Linked DNA regions of Mus musculus: regions 1 and 2 are each linked to region 3. Evidence: chromatin contacts called from public Hi-C and HiChIP or PLAC-seq data. All regions are on one chromosome and are shown on one strand. The core of a region is the stretch at or near the end of the contact, and the rest is flanking DNA. Distances in the headings are between cores, read along the strand shown.

Evidence for each region. Hi-C and Micro-C count contacts between places; a contact is called where the count stands out from the background. HiChIP or PLAC-seq counts read pairs in DNA pulled down with a chosen protein or histone mark.
Region 1: a contact with region 3 is called in an HNF4G HiChIP or PLAC-seq map of pancreatic cancer cells. The contact joins the promoter of Drd4 here to the promoter of Nlrp6 in region 3. A contact is called at or near these places in 5 of 39 promoter capture datasets (the C10 cell line, embryonic stem cells, liver and 1 more), 1 of 484 Hi-C or Micro-C datasets (bone marrow-derived macrophages) and 1 of 115 datasets of contacts at active chromatin or transcription factors (pancreatic cancer cells).
Region 2: a contact with region 3 is called in a Hi-C map of pro-B cells, with 2.0 times the contacts expected there. The contact joins the promoter of B230206H07Rik here to the promoter of Nlrp6 in region 3. A contact is called at or near these places in 1 of 39 promoter capture datasets (embryonic stem cells), 3 of 484 Hi-C or Micro-C datasets (the G1E-ER4 cell line, embryonic fibroblasts and pro-B cells) and 2 of 9 other capture datasets (adipose tissue and liver).

The regions. Positions count from the first base shown.
Region 1 is chr7:141,290,342-141,293,372 of GRCm38.p6, forward strand. Drd4 (dopamine receptor D4) reads left to right here and starts at 1,677. Exons shown (of 4, transcript NM_007878.3): 1 at 1,677-1,972. The coding sequence starts at 1,697.
Region 2 is chr7:141,363,679-141,366,464 of GRCm38.p6, forward strand. B230206H07Rik (RIKEN cDNA B230206H07 gene) reads right to left here and starts at 1,432. Exons shown (of 2, transcript NR_033532.1): 1 at 1,357-1,432.
Region 3 is chr7:140,919,278-140,922,242 of GRCm38.p6, forward strand. Nlrp6 (NLR family, pyrin domain containing 6) reads left to right here and starts at 1,625. Exons shown (of 8, transcript NM_133946.2): 1 at 1,625-1,809; 2 at 2,364-2,635; 3 at 2,881-2,916. The coding sequence starts at 1,781.

The DNA of each region.
Region 1 (3,031 bases), core at 427-2,926, 370 kb after region 3:
AAAAAAACAAACAGAAATACAAGAAAAGGTTTTCGTTCGAATCCTAGGTGTAGGATATGGGGGTGCTTTGTACTTTCCGCAGCAGCTGACTATGATTTGCCTCGTGCTCTAGCAGAGGCATGGTTTTGCCAGCTGCAGATAGTTTCTGCAATTGTGTGATGTTTGGAATTCTGGGAACTTTTCAGTTATATAAATGCCAGGGCCCCGAGAGGTGGGGTGTGGTGGTTGATGTTTGGGGGAGCCGGGGTTGGATGCTGTCTGTTAGTAGTCTAGTAGTCATGCTCAAAGAAGAAATAAAGGGATCTCTCCCACCTCCCCTCTCTCTTTCTTTTCCTCCCATCTAGTGATAGGGGGTGTAACAGGGGGAGGGGAGATAAAGGGTGGGAGAGAGAAGAACCCACAAAGTAGCAAATACCAACTACAGTCTACCTCCACTTGAAGATAGCCCTTTAGTCACAGGACTCCAGGTAATCTCTCTCAGCATTAGTAAGCCCATATACAAAAATTCTTTCATCAGCATAGTCCCCAGGTACTTTCACTGCAAGGGCTCCCAATCTTCCAGGGACTGTCCTTGCTGCTGTCTCTTCTCCTGTCCTGATTCTACAGTGTCCTCTCAACCTGTGCTGTCCTGTTCCAGCCTAGGTTCCTGTGCTGGCACAGAGAAAAGTATGGCCTCCAGATGTGGCTTGGGAAAAGAGCCCCCATGTGAGAGTTCTCTCAGCTCAGAGAGTCCTTGTCAGGTAACCCTGGTAGTCAGCGTGCCATACAGTATCAAATGCAAGGAAGCTGAGGGTCAAGATAGGAAGTGGGGTAACCACTCAGCGGCCCACAGAGGATGGTTAAGGCTTAAGGCTGAACCAGACATGGTGGTCCACACTCTTTAATTCCAGCACTCCGGAGACAGAGGGGAGGCCGAAGGATCTGAGTTCAGTGCTAGCCTGCTGTACAGAATAAGTTCTAGGACATACGCAGGGAAACCCTGCCTTGAAAAGTCAACAACAACAATAATAAAATTAATAATAATATATTAGATAAAAAGTTAAGACTGGGCCTTGGAGGTGCCAATTATCAATTTCACCATGGTCCGCTTAAGCACTGACTGATGGAGACTTGGGAAGAGAGATGGTGAGAAAAGTAGGGCCAGCCAAGGCCTGGATCCCAAGAGTTGCTGCACATCTGCCCACAGAGAATGAGCTTGGTGTGCTGCTCAGTATTGCTAAGCCCAGAACCGTTAGTGAAAGAGGCGAGGAGCCTTTAACCTGTTCCAGAACCAGAGCTGATGGTTTCCCACGTGGGAAGGACCCCAGTGCAGGAGTATAGATAGGTTCTCCACATCCTCCAAGGTATCTTGGAGAGCCGCTTTTGACAGGTAATTTAGTGGCCTGTCTCCTGGCCAGGATGGGATGGCTGGCTCTGACGAATCTGGTCCAGACAACCTGCTTTTCTACCTAGGTTTCTGGAAGCACAAACTAGCCCCGATGAGGGGACACATCAGCCGCTGCTTAGCCTTTTTATGCCAGTCACTTCGCTCATTTCTCTTGAATTGAAGCATTTCTCCCTCTGCCAATTTCCTAGAGTTCAGAAATTCAAGCCGGGGCGGGGCGGGGCTGGACGCGCTGGGGGCGGGATTCCGGGTAGCCCCTGCCTGCAAATCCCCAGGCTCAGCGCCTCCCGGAGCGGGTTCAGCAGTGGCACCATGGGGAACAGCAGCGCTACTGAGGACGGTGGGCTGTTGGCCGGGCGTGGGCCAGAATCCCTGGGGACTGGCGCCGGGCTTGGGGGCGCGGGCGCGGCGGCGCTGGTGGGGGGCGTGCTGCTCATCGGCTTGGTGTTGGCAGGGAACTCGCTCGTGTGCGTGAGCGTGGCCTCCGAGCGCACGCTGCAGACACCCACCAACTACTTCATCGTGAGCCTGGCTGCTGCCGACCTCCTCCTCGCGGTGCTGGTGCTGCCTCTCTTTGTCTACTCCGAGGTGAGCCTCGGTGCGCTCTTCCCCTACCTCCACTGCTCCCAGCCCCCCAGCCCCAGCGCAGTTTCGCGCTTGGACCCTCAGCCACCTTGAGCCAGGGTGTTTGCAGGGACGTCAGGTCTCCTCACTCCTGACTATCCACTCTCTCCCGCTCTTCAGAATCTTTCGCCTACTTTTCCTCTTGTCCGTCACCCTACCATCCTCTGGATTCCTTCCTACTCTGTCTGAGAGCTACCTACCCAGAGAGGACTCGTGTCCCTAAAACCAAGAATCGCAGAAAATTGTCCTTCCTATTTAAGCCCTGGCTTCCACTGCAGAAATGCTGCATCCCCCAGCCTGTGGCAAAAAACAGCTAGCTAGACAGGCGAAAGTGCAGACACGCAGCATCAGCATCACTACCGATGACTACTGCCTTTTGGGAACACACACACACACACACACACACACACACACACACACACACACACACCCCAGCCTGTGCCAGCTCACTCTCACCCTTCGGAAGAAGCCCAAAGCCTGCAGCCACCCAGCTCCCAGGAGCTCGGAGCAGCAAAGGGTGAAGGCAGAGAGGCCTGGGCAGGATACTGAACCTGAGGGGCCGCTAAAGGGAGTGGGTTCAGGACCTTTTGGAGACTCCTGGAACACAGACACCCCAGATCAGGTCTGGCTCGTAGGTGGGTCTGCTGTGGTTACTGGCAATTCTTATCTGCCCACGGTTTGGGCAGGGTGGGGTGGGGTGAATGGTATTTCTAAAGAAGACCCTGAGTTCTGGAGCTGGAGCAGAGGCCAGTGGCCACACTTGACCCCAGGTCCTCCCCAAGGCACAGACGTCACTGTGATGATTCTTAAGCTCATAATCATCCCAAATCAGTGTGAAGGGATTTGGGGACGGCTGGTTTGAGACGGCTGTGTGCTCCTTTGCCCTTGAAAAAGAACACTCCGTGCAGCAGATTCACAGACAGCCCGGCGAGGTCTTTGTATTTTTAGGACACATTTGTCCTCAGGACAATTGCCATGTGTCCAGCAAGTGAAGAGACCTATCCAAAGCCCCACAGCAGTGAC
Region 2 (2,786 bases), core at 182-2,681, 440 kb after region 3:
ACCTGAATCCTCAACGTACTGTGCCGAGACTGAGGTGAAGAGACTGTGCCCCTCAACTAATCCACCACCTACCCAGACTTGGCCTCAGGTCTCAGAGGCTCCAGCCCCTCAGCTCAGACAAGCCCTACAGGACCCAGTCTTTCCAGCAGTCTTCTCTCCAAGATGGTTGGCGCCACCCTTAGGGAGTCTCCAGAACCTGTATCTGCTTCATCTAACCCTCCTAGCCCTTCCCCATCTGCCTACACTTACTGTGGCTTCCACAGAGCTGAGGCGGCTCCAGACCAAGCAGCCTCCCCTGCCCAGGAGCTCTGGACTCCTCACTCCCATGTGCTTGGGGCCCCAGCTGAACAACTGGCTCAGGCCTCTGAGTTCTTGGAAGTTGTCCCTTCTTCTCTCAAGGGCCTTCTACCACCTCTAGGTCCTTTTTAAAAAGTAGAGAGCTGGGTGTGGTAACATACACATTTAATTACAGAAAGCAGAAAGCAGAGGCAGGAGGGAGATCTATGTGAATTAGAAGTAGGTCGACACAGCAAGTTCCAGTCCAGCCAGGGTTACAGAGTTAAAAAAAACAAAAACAAACAAACAAACAAACAAACAAACAAGAAAAAAACTGTCAAAAATCTTTACTTTTAAATATTTTTTAGATTTTCTTGCTTTTACTTTATGTGTATGAATGTTTGCCTGTACATGTCCTACATGTATGTACACCATATACACCACATGTGTGCCGTGCCCACAAAGGCCAGACAGATTCTCTGGAACTGGAGTTATAGATAGTTGTGGGTCCTGGAACCCCAACCCTGGTCCTCTGCAGCAATAACCATCCCTAAAGGCTGAGACAGCTTTCCTTATTAATTCTGTGAGGCACAATCTCACATAGCACACGCCTCATACTTTTGATGTGGCTGATGGATGGCCTCGAAGGCTTCTAGGCAGGCACCCAGTTTAATGTGTTGCTGGGGATAGAGGGGAAACATTCTGCCAACAGAGCTAAGTCCTGAACCCTCAGAACCTTTCAAAGAGAATAGCAGAGGACCACCCATCACAGGCACCTAGTGAAGAGATGGAAGTGTTACAGCCCCAGGGCGAGTTAGCTTGGGACCTTCCCTAACTACTTACTCTTCCCTCTTTGGATGTCACTATCCGGGGCCTGCAAATGAGAGATAACAAACAAGAACCATGCAGCAAGCACTATCTCTAGCATTGGGTGACCTCACTCTGGTCTAGACTAAAGAATGAGACACAAAGAACCCAGGTCACCTAGGCTGGGGTTCAAGTGCAACTTTCCTAATTATAATACAACTCTCCCTGATCCCTACCCAGCAAGTCAGCAGGAATGGGAAAGGTTTGCCCTACCTGTGGGAACCCAGCTGAAGAGGGTCTGTCCATAGGTTGGGTAGATTTGCCCTGGACAAGAACGAAGAATGAACTTAAAACCCCCAAACCTAGAGTTGGTTTCTAAGCTACTTAGCCAATAAGCTCTTCGTGTGTGGGACTGCTGTGACTACTGCTCTGTGCCTAGCTCCACCACCAACAAATATTTCCATGAACAAGGCCCATCTCTGTCTGGGGACAAGCATGTCTTTGTGATCTGCCAACCTCCTGACCACCCACAGCAGGCCATTCAAACACAGGGCTTCCTATACCACTCAGAAGAGGCTTTCCCGTCTTTCTTAGAAAAAGATATAAAATAGTTGACTTCTCAAGGTAATTGGAGGAATGACAGAGAAGCTGAGATGTCCCTTCTACCTGGGTGACCCAGCACAAGATGCACACTTAACCTGGGGACAGTGATGCTTAGCCAAAGTGGCTAAATCTCTGTGCAAATCCCATGAAGGGACCCTGGACATGGGTGAATGCCGAGAAAATGCTTTTTGTGTGGAGAAGCAGAAAGGATCTACCCTGGCCCTGAATGTTCCCCTGGGAGTATTGAATGCAACATGACAGGCAAAACTGTCAAGTGTCAGAGAGAAAGCATGGAGAAGATCTGTAGCCAAATAACTTGTGCTCAAACAAGAAGACGTGAATTTGAGTTCAAAGAGACAATGTGTGTGTGCTGCTATGGGGCATGGAGCAGAGAGGAGTGATGGCCAAGCTATACAGCTCTGAGCATACAAAGCCTAAGAGTCGCTTGCCAGGCATGGTGATTCGTGCCTGTCATGTTATCGTTTGGAATGCTGAAGCAGGAGGATTACCATGAGTTTGAGGCCAGAGCAGGCTTATAGTGCTACCCTGCCCCAAAGAACAACCAAAACTTCTTTTGTTGATCACCACTCCCCAAAGTGCTGTCAAGAGACACATTGCACACTGAGTGGTCTTAAGTGCACACCTCACTGTGGATGGTATTAGGGGCACAGCTGCTTAAGAACTTTCTTCAGGGTTTGAGGTACAGGCGAGTAGCAGGGGAACAGGGAGAAGCACGGGGTCGAGTTCAAGGAGGATCTTTGGATACTTGGTTAGGACTCAGCATCCCTAAGGTGAGTTTCAAAACTCAGAGAGCCCTGCTAGGCTTTCCACCTACAGGTCCTGAGCAAGAACTTTCTGAGGGGTCAGAGAGATGGTTCAGTGGTTAAGAGAACTGGTCTCTCCTCTAAAGAAGCCGGGTTCAGTTTCCAGCACCCTTGCGGCAGCTCACAACTGCCTTAAAATTAAATAATATAATATACAAAAATCTTTCTGTAACTTCCCAAATAAGGCATTTGAAACCTCATCTTCCTGCTTTGAGTGCAACAGTGGTGTGTATGTGTGTGTGTGTGTGTGTGTGTGTGTGTGTGTGTGTGTGTATA
Region 3 (2,965 bases), core at 375-2,874:
GAAGGACAGTGGTAAGGGTGGTGAAGGTGAAAGAGAATTGGAACTGAGTCAGGTTTAGAAACCCAGCATTCTCTGTAAACCAGAAAACACGGCTTCTAAGGAAAAATGTGGGAAAGCCACCTAGCGAATGTCACCATGACACTCCATACCTTGTGGGTTATCATGCCTTTAAAAAAAGAAAGTGGGTTCTGGGGATTGAAGCTCTGTTCCTCAAGCTTATGCTAGACTCACAATGCAACTGCTGTACAGACAGAGCCCTCTCCCCACACCTTATACTTCACGCCACGTAATATGAATACCATAAGCGTTTCTTCTTCTTCTTCTTTTTAATTTATCTTCTGTCTATGTGTATTTTGCTTGCATGGATGTCTGTGCACCCTGTGCATTCCCGGTGTCTGCAGAGGCAGAAGAAGGTGTCACATCTCCTGGAACTGGACTTACGGGTAGTTTTGCACACCGTGCTGGTGCTAGACATTGAACCTGGGTCTCCTGGAAGAACAGTCAGTGTTTTAACTGCTGAGCCATCTCTCCAACCTTCTGTGAGTGCGTGCTTTACTTCAAGAACAAGAAATAGAGGCATAGAGGTTAAACAAACTGTTCAAGGTCACACAGATGTTGAGTAGTGTACTCGAGACCAGCTTGGCTTTGTATTTCTTCCCTTCTTCCTTTTTATGTAGACGTATGTGTTTTACACACACACACACACACACACACACACACACCTGTATAAGAGTTGGATATCCTGAAGCTGAAGTCATAGGTGGTTGATAGCTACTTCATGTGGGATCAGGAAACCAGAGTCAGTCTCTTTGTGAGAGACAGATAACCCTAAGTGTTATCTATCTCTCCAGCCTCCCTCTATCACTATCACCTTGAAACATTTGATATTTGAGAGCACGGTGGCACGCATTCCACAGATTGGGTGTGGAGGTCAGAGGACAACTTTGTGGAGTTCTTCTCTTTCCACTTTTCTGTGGGTTCCAGAGTTAGAACTCGAGTTGTCAGGCAAGCACCTTTACCCTATAAACCATCTCACTGGCCCTGGCCTCACATTTTCTACCTTCAATAATGATGACAAGGAGACAAAGAAGACTTGTTTTCCAGAATTTATAAAAATAAATAAACACATCCATGCCTCTGTGAACTGTGTCTTCATGGACTTTATTTAGTCTACGACAAACAGTCACTTAAATACAACATTAACTTAGCCATGTGGAGGTGTGCACACGTGCCTTTACACACGTCCGTGCCAGCCACACAGTGAAACTCCATATCCCTGCAGTCACTTGCAGGGCCTAGGGTCAGAAACATCCGATCTCTGCCCTAGAGCTGGGTGTGGGAGGATTAACTGACTGCAGAGCTGAGGACCTGGTTCTTTTTCTCTCTCCACCCTTATCCCTGCCCACAGGCCCCTGCCCTCTTGATTTTCACGCCTTGTGTGCAAAATTTAAAGCACCTTAAGGCCATTTCTGAAGACCTGGTTGTGAGTCAGCTATTTAATCTGAACCACCTCACAGCTGCATAGGATGCCACACCCAGGAGGAGGAGTATTGATAGAATAAAATAGAAGAAAACCAAAGGTCGCAGTCCAGCACATATATGATGTTACAACCCGTGCTTAACTTGGGAGCCTCTTGACTGTCAGCAAGAGTCCAGCTGAGCCAGAATGAACAAGACTGAGAAACACCCTCACACCCAGAATGAGACCAGTTTAGCCCAGAAAGGATCACCTCTGCTCCCAGCTTCTGCATCTGAGAGTTAGATCCTGAGATAAGACTCCATGGATGCCGCTGGAGCCTCCTGCTCCAGGTGAGTGTGGTTTCCAGAGAGAACTTTCAAGTTAACTGGGCTCACCTCTAGAGCAGGTCTTGTACTGGAATTTCAAGCCCATCTTCTATGTCCACCCTGCAAACCAGGGCATTTATGAGTCTGCTCCCCACAAGGAACTCAGACTCAGTCCCTGGTGTAGGTGGTCCAGAAAAGACTCACCAAAGTGTGCTATGTATGAGTTTGGAGTAGAGAATTCAGGAAGCCTACCAGGGCCTGGCCTGTCTCAGTTGAGCAGAGCTGGAGCCCTTTCAGAGGATGTGACAAGGGAGAGCACAGACCCACGTAGGGAAGCTAACTGGCTTTATCTCGTGTGGCCAGAAAGGAAAGACGCAGAAAGACTAACCATGGAGTGATCCACTTCACCACAGTCAGTAATTTGAGGTGAAGCCTTGGAACACCCTGTGGGTCTCTACAATGTATTGCCCTGGGGCTCCATGTGGAGAATGTGCAATGTGTGACCCGGGGTGCTTTGGAGGTTCAGGGACAGGTCCTATTCAGGTCGCATCAGTGATGATAACCCTTCTCATCCCCAGCGTGGATGCAGTGGCAAGGGAGCTGCTTATGGCTACACTGGAGGAGCTGAGCCAGGAGCAGCTGAAGCGCTTCCGCCACAAGCTAAGGGATGCGCCCCTGGATGGCCGCAGCATCCCGTGGGGGCGACTGGAGCGCTCAGACGCTGTGGACCTTGTCGACAAGCTCATTGAGTTCTATGAGCCAGTGCCAGCTGTAGAAATGACCCGGCAGGTCCTGAAGAGGTCGGATATTCGAGATGTGGCCTCGCGACTTAAGCAACAGCAGCTACAGAGTAAGCTGGGCAGAGTAGGATGGGGCTGGATCCGGTGGCTCGCCCTTGATCCTCCCTGCTCTCCTTGGGAAGATCAACTTTGTCCACTCTACCACTTCCTGAGACTCTCCTTCCCGGAAACCAGCCCAAAGTTTCATTCGCGGGGGAGAGGGGGGGGCGGGGGCTGGTAGTTCCATAAGCTCCCATGGAAATGCCTTGCCCCATCTCTCATGCTCAGAGAGCCTCATGTCGGGTTTGCCTTCCAGAGCTCGGCCCCACCTCGGTGCTTCTCTCCGTGTCAGGTATGTTCGGTCGGGCACACAGGTGAAACGTCCTATTGGACTCCTTATA